Linked DNA regions of Danio rerio: region 1 is linked to region 2. A link is a contact called in public Micro-C data. All regions are on one chromosome and are shown on one strand. Each heading gives the region's core, a stretch centred on a gene start, on an enhancer-like site or on the middle of the called end of the contact. The rest is flanking DNA. Distances are from core to core; before and after follow the strand shown. Region 1 overlaps serinc2l (serine incorporator 2, like). Region 2 overlaps hivep3b (HIVEP zinc finger 3b).

The links. Hi-C and Micro-C count contacts between places; a contact is called where the count stands out from the background.
Region 1: a contact with region 2 is called in a Micro-C map of caudal fin, with 3 times the contacts expected there. The contact joins two enhancer-like sites. A contact is called at or near these places in 2 of 18 Hi-C or Micro-C datasets (caudal fin and an unstated tissue) and 1 of 4 datasets of contacts at active chromatin or transcription factors (caudal fin).

What each region holds. Positions count from the first base shown.
Region 1 is chr16:37,680,661-37,686,170 of GRCz12tu, forward strand. It overlaps serinc2l (serine incorporator 2, like), which reads right to left. Exons shown (of 10, transcript XM_009292505.5): 10 at 4,051-5,510. Among named protein-coding and RNA genes, the nearest start is that of hivep3b, 26 kb to the left of the region's middle. Within about 2 kb of position 1,556, at least 14 of the 62 cell types and tissues checked have an H3K27ac peak or open chromatin away from gene starts, as enhancers often do.
Region 2 is chr16:37,548,748-37,554,295 of GRCz12tu, forward strand. It overlaps hivep3b (HIVEP zinc finger 3b), which reads right to left. Exons shown (of 8, transcript XR_012392246.1): 8 at 3,665-5,283. It overlaps LOC137487931 (a long non-coding RNA gene), which reads left to right. Exons shown (of 3, transcript XR_011006752.2): 3 at 3,434-5,548. Among named protein-coding and RNA genes, the nearest start is that of phactr4b, 35 kb to the left of the region's middle. Within about 2 kb of position 3,589, at least 5 of the 62 cell types and tissues checked have an H3K27ac peak or open chromatin away from gene starts, as enhancers often do.

The sequences.
Region 1 (5,510 bases), core at 306-2,805, 130 kb after region 2:
AAACTCATGGTCTGAAAATTGTTTCCTCTTCCCTTACTACCCCACCTACTACCTGGCTGCTTCAAATCCCAATTTGCATCGACAGAATAAAAAGTCTTCATTTACAAAATGAAAAACAATAAAGCAAATACTCCAACATGAATACAATAATTATCAAATGTAAACTTAATAGTAATCATTTCATCCAATCAACCTATTTAATCCAAACATAATAACAATAAAAGACAGAAATGGCTCCAACACTACTTTCTTACTGTATGTAGTTTCAAATTAAATGATTATTCCAGTCATTATTGCTTTTATTACTATTACCATTATTATTAATAATATTAATAATAATAATAATAACAACTAATGTAAGGATGATTTCTGAAGAATCATGTGACTCTGAAGACTGGAGTAATGAAGCTGAAAATTCATCTTTAAAATCACTGGAATAAATGATTAAATCAAATGATAAACAGTTATTTTATAGCGTAATAACATTTCACAATTTTACAATTTGTTCTAGTTTTTGATGAAATAAGTGCAGTCTTGGTGAGCAGGAGAAGCTTATTTTAAAACATTTAAAATCGTACTGACCCCAAAGTTTTGTATGTAGTGTATTTTTCTTAAAAAAAAAAATAGTATCATGCACATCTCCAGTTGAAAATGTAAGGCAGGGGTGTCCAAACTCGGTCCTGAAGGGCTAGTCAGGTGTGTTGAAGTAGTAAGTTGAAGCTAAACTTTGCAGGACACCGGTCCTCCAGGACCAAGTTTGGACATCCCTGATGTAAGGCTTTAAAAGAGGGGTGTCAAACACAATTCCGGTTGGTATTCTCCTAAAGCACTCAAAAAGTTTGATTAGGTGTGTTTAATTAGGGTTGGAACTAAATGGTGCAGAGCTGTAGCTCTCCGGGAACTGACTTTGACACATGTGCTTTAAAAGAGGACAAATAAAGCTAATTACTCTTGATATTCAGATTTTTTTCACAATTGAGAAAAAAAGTACTTTTTTACCTGAAAATGTAAACTTTTTAAAAATTACTAAATTACTTTCTGCCACAGGATAAAAAAAAATACTCTTAAAATGTTGACTATTTTTTACTCAACCAAGAAAAAAAGAACTTTCCCCCCTTGAGAATTGCAACTTGTTCAAAATCAACTTCTTAGTTTATCTCACAATTCAGATTTTTTCCCCCCTTAAAATCCAGATCCTTAAACCCTCAAAGGCTTTCACAATTCTGCCTTTCCTCTGAGTTATTAGACTTTTAGATTTTTTTTAATGCAATAAAACATCATTAAATACTCCTAACATTAATAAATGTTTCAAATTATGTCATTCAATATTTAATCCACATGAAACATCCTATAGCCATATAAAGCACATGCAAGCACATACACCTGGATCTGAAAAAACAAACAAAAAAAAAAAAAACACACAGAGACATTGGTAAAGCCCTGACCAACAGATGCACAGCTCAAACATTTTCTACTCCAGTGTTACACAAGTGTGCAGAAACAGATCTACACTATTAGCAAAACAGCATTGCATAAGCAGGCGTTATCTACTCTTAGTCAAGCTGCCAACTGATAAAGCACATTTGAGAAGAAGGGCCTGATTTGCAGGGCTCAAAGCACTCAGGGTTCAATACCTTCCACTCAAAACATCTCCATCTCTGAAAAAAAAATTCCTAAAACACGCTTTGCTTTCCCAATTGGTGAAGATATTTTGAAATCAATTTCAAAGCTTTTTGTTTTGTTTGTTTTCTTTGGCAATAGCAAAGTAATTTTTTCCTTTTTTTCTCTCTCTCTTTTGTAGGCTACATGAGAGTGTGATAATATTCTCGTAACTAGAACAGGGTTTTATGATTCATAAGGCCAGTTTAAGGCCCTCAAAAAAAGGACAAACATTCATTCATTATCCTTCAGCTTAGTCTCTATTTCAGAGGTCGCCACAGTGGAATGAACTGCCAACTATTCCAGCATACGTTTACGCAGCAGATGGCCTTGCAAATGCAACCCAGTATTGGGAAAAACCCACACACACTACGCACAAACATTCAGCTAAACGAATGTACCCATATTGCATACATTTAAACTTAGGGGGAAACTGGAGCACCCAGAGGAAACCCACGCCAACACGGGGAGAACATGCAAAATACACACATAAACACCAACTGGTCCAGCCAGGACTCGAATGATAATGGTAATGCAACTAATAATAAAAAAATTATAATAATTATAATAATAATAATAATTCAAATAATTATGGTGAGAAATAAGTTTGTTTTAATTACCCATTGGCAGATCATTTAGCTTGTTTTAAAGAGAACTCATTTAATTTTGACTTATTTCTGAAAATAAAACCATATTTTTACTGTGCTGTGCAATATATGGTGAAAAGGAAAAATAAAACACTTTGGTGGAGGTACAAACAATTATTATAATCTGACGAGAGCTGCTTATATAAAATTGCATGCCTGGAGAAGCATCGAGTACCAAAAGGCTACACTGATTTATCAAAGATGGCATCTATTTTAAGAAATGAATATTCTGATTATTAAGAAATTCTCATATCTGAATGATATGAAAGATTAAATCGGCAGCACAACAGTTCCACCTGGTGGGCAGACAGCAAATATAAATACAACCTCTTCATTCTTCTGTGTCAGACGTCATTGAGGAATATTTTTGTTGGGCTTTTACGATAGATGGATGGATGGATGGGAAGGCAAATAGTCAGATAGACAGACAGATAAATAGACAGATGAGCAGGCAAATAGACAGCCGGCCAGCCAGATAGTCAGACAGCAAGACAGACAGATAGAGAAAGCAAATAGACAGACAGACAGACAGATGAGAAGGCAAAGAGACAGACAGATAAGATGGATGGATAGATAGATGGATGGATGGATGACAGACAGAGAGATAGACAGAGAAATAGATAGATAGATAGATAGATAGATAGATAGATAGATAGATAGATAGATAGATAGATAGATAGATAGATAGATGGATGAGAAGGAAAAGAGACAGACAAACAGACAGACAGAGAGACATTGAGACGAAAGGGCAAAGAGACAGATAGACGAGATGCTTTCAGCTGCTCCAGAACGCAGCAGCATGAGTGGTCTTCAATGAACCTAAACGAGCACATGTCACTCCGCTGCTAGTCCGTTTGCACTGGCTGCCAGTTGCTGCTCGCATCAAATTCAAAGCTCTGATGTTTGCCTACAAAGCGACTTCAGGCCTTGCTCCTTATCTGCTCTCACTTCTGCAGATCTATGTGCCCTCCAGAAACTTGCGTCCTGTGAATGAACGTCGCCTCGTGGTTCCATCCCAAAGAGGGAAGAAATCACTTTCGCTCACGCTCAATCTGCCCAGTTGGTGGAATGAACTCCCTAACTACATCAGAATGGCAGAGTCACTCGCTATTTTCAAGAAACGACTAAAAACTCAACTATTTAGTCTCCACTACACTTCCTAATCTGCAATTGCCTCTCTGGATATCACACTAACTGTACCCAAAAAAAATTACTAATACTTTCCTTCTTAGACTTTACAGACCTGAAACTTGCCTATAGCACTTATTCATTGTTGCTCTTACAGTTGCTTAAGTTGCTTCCTTGTCCTCATTTGTAAGTCGCTTTGGATAAAAGCGTCTGCTAAATGACTAAATGTAAGTGTAAATGGATAGATGGATGAGAAGGCAAATAGACAGACAGACAGATAGATGAGAATGCAAAGAGACAGACAGACAGATAAAATGGATGAATAGGAAGACAGACAAGAAAACAGACAAACAAATATGTTTAACATAAAACAATATAATACTACGTATTATAATAAATCCATTGATTTATACTTCATAAAGTCATGTTTAATTTATTGATATTTTAAATGCTTTAATATTTTAAAATGAAGATTTATCACTTTATAATCTTAATGTGTGTTCAGATCAAAGAAAGATCAAACACTTATTATAATATAACCAAAATATAAATGACATTTAAATTAGCAGTCACATCAATATTGTAGCTTTTTAAGAACTCGATTATGACAAACCAACCCTTTATATGAGTTTATTGAAATATACAGCATTTACACAAATCAAACAACACCAGATCACTAAAATACAGCATATCCACAGAAACAATTGAAAGTAATATTATGCATGGTAATGAAATATATGTTATAAATCAGCAAAGGCACTTCGTCACAGGTCTGAAATAAACCTGCTTGCGTTTGATAAGACGGGTTATCGCAGAAAGGCACATGAAGAATTTACTAATCTTGCATGTTGTTCCTAATAATAAACCCTCGTGCTTGTGTTACTTTGGGGGAAGATCAAATATATTTAATATATACATTTCATACTTAATACCACATAACAGTTTCTTCCAACACTACAAGAAAAGCACAGGCAATACCGAATGACTCGAGTACAATATTTGGAGTTATGAAACTTGTCAACTTTGTTACACTTTACTTACAAAAACGGTGTTTCAAAAATGTAAACTGAATGAATCACAAATTATGTCATTTTAATCCAGCATCTTTACAAGAATAGCTACAAATAAACAAACTAAAAATATTATTAGTGAAAAACGGAGGGAAAGTTTCACAGGCAGAAGGACTAACGACCCATTTTTCAGAAATGTCTACCCATTAAAAAGACCAATTATTAACATATTATGCAGCACTGAACTGTTAAATGGATAGTTCAGCCAGAAATGAACATTTTTTGTTCATTTACTCTCTCGCAGGTCATCCATGCTGTTTATTGAAGGTAATAATGTAGTAAATAATGTTTATTGAAAAGACTCATTGTTTCATTTCATTAGACCTCAACATATCATCAAGTACCACATATATTAATTATGTTTGCTTGTGTGTTTTTTTTTTAAACTCTCAACCTGCCTAAAGCCATTTTTATTCATAATTATAATATATTGAGATAACGAACATGCATGATATTGTTGTTGCGGACACTTTAAAATTCCTTAAATAATTAGTTATCATTTAAACTTTCATAGTGCGTTTTAAGAATATTCAGATTGTTGTTATTGAAATGCCTTGCTGTTCATCACAGAAACAACCGCCTAGGACTTAATAGCAGGGTTCCCACTCTTTCATAAACAGCTGATTGAATGACTTTTTAAAGCACCAATATCAAATCAAGCAGATTTGTAGTTCACACCATATGTACAGGTACAGCTTAAGTAGTGCCACTCCTTACTGTACTTAACATTTCACTTAAAGTTAAAATACCAGAGTAATGAGGATGTTTTAAATGCATTATTTTCAAAAGGAACTTTATTCAAATTGATTGAATTCTGTACTGATATACTGAAAAAAAAAATTCAAAGACCATTCCTTGAATTTACTCAATTTTTTTAGGGTAAGTGATTGTAATAATTTATTTAAATTTAAACAAACAAATTAAAATGAACATAACTACATTTAATTTGTTTGTTTAAATTCAACCTGTACAAACTGTTTGCAGCAATAATTTTTTTTCAGTCCAG
Region 2 (5,548 bases), core at 2,339-4,838:
AGCCTTTCGATTTTTTCGTGACCTCTGGCGTGACTATGTCATATTGAAGACTCAGATGCAGCACATTTTACAGCACCAGGTCAAACTTTCAGACTACTTTACGGCACTCACATACATTAAAAATAAATACAGGCCACAACTGAAGATGAAGGATGTTCTCCAAGTGGTGTTCTCCAAATTAAATGATGAATAGTATGCACAGATCCGATCACGTTAATAAAAATTGGGCCTGATCACAAGGTTTCAGACTGGATCAGAATAGGACCTCCCAATCAGGACTAAAATATATATGTGTGTTTTTAATATTTTGAACACATCTATAGTTATTTGGTGGCACAGAGTTAGACCTCTTTTTTTTTCTCTTTCCTCTTTCTTAAATGTCACCAAAGTAGAACATGGCAGCAGCAGGTTACGTTTACAACAACCCTGATAAGGCACCTCAAAAACAAACACCAGGCACAATACAGTGAGTTTACCTATGCAACCCAATAGGGATGTAACGGTATCAGAATTTCACGGTACGGTAATACCTCGGTATGAATGTCACGGTACGGTATTTATTGAATCATTTACAGGAAAAAACAAAACTTGTGAAAATACTCCAAAAAAGTGCCAAAAGTGTCAATGACATACAAATTATCATCTATCTGTAAGCTTTGAAACAGGAACTTCAATTTTAATAACAAAAAATTATTAAACCATGTAAAAAAATAAAGTTTCAATTTAGTATTGTTGAAAACTCATCACATTCAACATTTAATCACACTCAGCCCATCTACCCAGATGAGAGCTCTGCTAGTCGGACTTCTCATCAAGCATCTCCCGCTGGATCTAATCTCACTATATTTATTAAACGGGATATTTCATTTATCTTGTTGTCTTTATCTAACGACATATTCCCTGACTTTGGGCATTGGAATCTATTACTTGTTCTCAGGTAACGTGTTTTGGCTGAGCGCAAAGATAAGTTAATGATTAATGGAAGCACGTCCATTCTGTATATTGACTGATCGCTTGCCTTTATTTCCTATAATGTATAAACTTATTGTATGTTATACTTTTAAAATGGCCATTATCGATTCTTAAAACTGATACTCAGCAAAAGAGAGGCTGTGTTTCGTATTTTCACTGAAATTGAAAGGAGGAAGTGTTTTTATCGGCTCCGTTTTGTTATAAATATCCACACAGTGAAGATGACGCTCATCTTATGCAGCACGACGCCTCAACATGTCTGCTGTCTAAGTTGCTAATATTAAAATGAAAATAGGCAGTTCCTTAAATCATGTTTACATTTTATTGTTGAGAAAGTGAAACAACGAAGCCAGGGTGATGTGAATGAAGTTATAAAGTACACTGTTCCCTTTGAAGATTTACCCGTGTCCTCGGTATAATCTGCTTTTCCATATCAAACTGAGAAGAAGAGACTGCAGCCTTGATCAAACTTGCGAAGTCTGAACTTACACGGAGATTATGCAGGACTGAACTGTGCGTGTTAGGCTACTTAATATTCAGGAAAAGCCCCAATCAGAGAGGCGAATGTCTGCAGCCCCGCTTCCGTTTTCAGATGTACATGACAGTTTATAAGTATCACACACCAGACGCGCTCATTCGAATGATATTTAACATGAAACTAATCAGATGGCGCTCTGTGGCGCGGCTGAAAAATGAACTGCGTCCTGAGCCGTCGCCGGGCGCCGCCGACTTGCGGCGCCGGTGTGTGTATCCTGATAGAAACCTATGTTTAGAATTCTAAAATACATGGCGCTGCGTGGCGCTGTGCGGCGCGCCGCCGAGCGCCGCTTCTGGTGTGCGACCTGCTTTAGAGTTTTCCAGCTCTTTTCATCCCCGCTTCTAGCAGCACACTCCATTTCCGCATTACTGGATCTGTAGCGACAACAGACCGCAAGGGATGATGGTCAAGCATGGGCTGATGGCAATTGTAGTTTTCGCTACCTCCCGTTCGCTTCATTCGCCTGAGCAAATTTTCTCAGAAGACCTATAGTTTTACCGAGTCATGCGACTTCGGTAATATCGGAAAAAAATAATATTGCGGTATGACGGTACAATACCGTTACATCCCTACAACCCAATCAATGCAGGAGAGTTTGAGGAGAAGAGAAAAATGCCCTGTGACAGCGCAAAAGTGTAAACCTTACTCCTCTGACCTCTAAAGGTGCTCTAGCGACAGACGCTAGAGGCCAGGGTTTTTAACCTCTTTGGTAGAGCAACCGACTCCCATGCGGAAGGTTGCCGGTTCGATACCAGCTCGGAGCGGGTTGGGTGGCATAGGACCGGTGGGGTTACATTGGTGCCATGACCCGGATGGGAGTAAGGTTTAGGGGGGTGAGTGTAACGGAGGCCAGCTAGTGAGTGCTGTGCAGGTATACCTCACTCCTCTGACCTCTAAAGGTGCTCTAGCGAAAAGATGCTAGAGGCCATGGTCTTTAGCCTCCTCTGTAGAGCAACCGACTCCCATGCGGAAAGTCGCCGGCTCGATCCCAGCTCGAAGTGGGTTGGATGGTGTAAGACCGGCGGGGTTACAAAAGCATAGTACATCACAGCCAACATAGCACAAGTAATCACAATGAGTGAGCTGTCATTCACCTTTGTAGAAAACCCTGGATTTCTTATGTTTACTGTGATAATATTAATTCCTTACATTTATACAGCACTTTTCTAAACACTCAAAGTGCTTTACACAATGGGGGGAATCTCCTTATCCACCACCAGTGTAAGGCATCCACATGGATGACGCATCGGCAGTCATATTATGCCAGACCTCACACCACACACCAGCTGATTGGTGGAGAGGAGGATTGATGAAGCTAATGATGGTATAGAGACAATAAGGAGGCCATGATATACCCCTACTCTTTTTTTGAAAGACATTTTTTTGAATGTATTATAAAAGCATCGGATCGGGTTTCAGTATCAGTAAATACTCAAATTTAAATGACTCAGACTCAAGGGCAAATAAACCTGATCGGGACATCCCTAATGAATAGACTAATGTGTGCAAGGTTTATAGACTTAGAGGATATTAAGGGTCGCAAGTGACTAGCACTGTAACTTTGGGGCTCGTTGGCTGAAAAGTTTGGGAATCCCTAGTGCATGTATAGTACTAGTCTATATGGGTAATTGATTAAAGGTTATAATCTAATATAAGATGATCTGCACTAAATTCATTATGAATAACATGTCTTTTAACCTACGTTTGTGTCGGTAGTAAAATTTGTTCCTGAATCTTTTGAGATAAAGCGTTTAATGAAATGAGAGAACCAGCTGAGAAACTCCATATGAATAATGAAATGTTCCAAGAAGATTGAACTAAAAAAAGACACTTACGAAACAGCTATGGACAAACTGGCTTTCGGAAGCGAACAGATGATCTGCCACGTCTTAGACTCACATGTTTTGTTTTGTTTTTTCACAGGGGAACAGAAATTCTTGCGGAAGCCCAGATAATTGACTCTATGCTGCAATCTTTTTCTCCCGGAAACTATAAAAGCTGTTTTGCACAGGCCATGAATGCCTCCCACACAGCTCACATCAGTCCACCTGCTCGGGTCCCTGTGGGAGAGCTAGAAAACTGGAATCAAAGAGGCATGAATGAACACACTGCACCATCTGCTGGTCATCAATCACAGCACACCACCACAAGCAGTTTTAGTAATTCCTGGTGTACCTTTATTGGTTCAGAAATGCAAAATGTCTGTGACAAATTTTGGAGTTCACTGTAAGCCTGTCCAGTTTCTTCATTTCAAGTCTTAAGGTCACAACTAAAAAAAGAAACGCAACTATAAACAGAAAGTGTAAAGAATAATAATAAAAACGACAATAGAAATCCCTTTGAAAAACCAAAGTAAACAAAACATTTTCATATTTTCACATGGCAATAAATATGGACCATAGACTTTCTATCTGTACAGAGACACTTATCTAATCATTTTCATCTTATGTATTATAAAAAATATGACTTCAGTGCAATTTCCCTGCAAGGCTCATCACCTAAACCTTCGTCTCTTGTCTATTAAACAGCACAATGCCTGTCTCGTTTACCCTAACGTACAAAGAAAACCTTACCGCTTCTTCAAACACCAGCTCAAATAAAAATCTATATTCATGAAAAGAATTCACAGCCTTTTTATCTTTGACACTTCAAGCAGTAAATCTGGACAGAAAAGGCACACATCACTAGAATTTGCGCAATACTGGACAAGAGACGAAATATTGGAATTACTCAATTGAAGTTTTCATCTTGGTCATTTAGAAACATATCCATACTTAATGTTTTACAAGTACAAGGTTTTCGGTTTGTTTTTACATATACATATTCAAATAGATATATTAAGATTGCAATGTCAATAAAGATTATAGGAGGGACAGACGTAATCGATTTACAGAAATATTTTTCCAAGAAAAAAAAAAGTGCATCATATTACAATCTTGAATATTGCAGAACAAACATTTACCAAGTTACCAAGAGTATTGAAAATTGTGTATATAAAAAATAAGCGCATTACAAAAACAAAACAATAGTAGTATTAGCAGTAGAAAGCATTTCACCATTGTGCACAGAGGTTTTTAAGTGCTATCTGGATCAGCGTCAGATCCTTCTGCAGAAGAGCCACGTCCCCTGAGTGGCGCCGCTACAGGCTTTTCTGTCCCACGTAGCAGTCTGCTTTCACCTGAGGAACTCGCTTCTTCCCCCTGCGAGATCCTCTGGGCTCCTTCATCGCTGTCTGCTGCAGTTTTCCTTGATGCTTCGGGACCAAAAGTGCGAGTCTTTGTGGTGGAGCTCGAGTCGCTATATTGCTTTCTGACCTTGGCAGTCCGTTGCTCCCCTATACCTTGCTTTAAAGAGAGGAGTTTAGGTACGGCCGAGCTTGTACTGGGACTAAACCGGTCAGACTGACTGGCTCCCTCATCTTGGATTTTAGTTCTTTGCGGACTGCTTTCCGAAGATGAGATCCATGGATAATCCCTTCTGGCGAGAGAAAAAGGGGAGTCTTCTTTGGGAGAGGTGGGTGAAGGGGTGGACGACGACTGTCGTTCCAGTTTGGGCCGTGATGGGGGTCGGAGCTGCACCATTTGGATGCCCCCAATGGGAATCATGTGATAGGGCATGCGGGCTTGATCTTGGGAGTGCAAAGGAAGGTGGCTAAACATGCGGTCCACTGTCCATGGAGTCACTGGAGCTGGAGGGAAAGGCTCGCAGGGAGGAAAGCGCTGGGATGGGGAAAGCAGGCAGGGATCTGGAGCTGCTTGAGTACCAGGTTTGTCCTGTAGGAGGAGATGTGACATTGGAAACAAATTTGTTGTACATATTCTTTTGTCTCAGTTAACATCACTTTGGATATGCATGTTTAGTTTTACTCTGGGATCCACAAAAATAACATTTTGGTGCAAGAATATGCAAAATGAAACTAAATATTTACATAAACCAACATTTAAAGAGGTCCTATTTTGCGTTTTAATTGTCAACTTTCTTTAGTCCACATGAAATGTGCATTGAGGAAGATCTGGAGCTACAGAAACGTCCATTTTA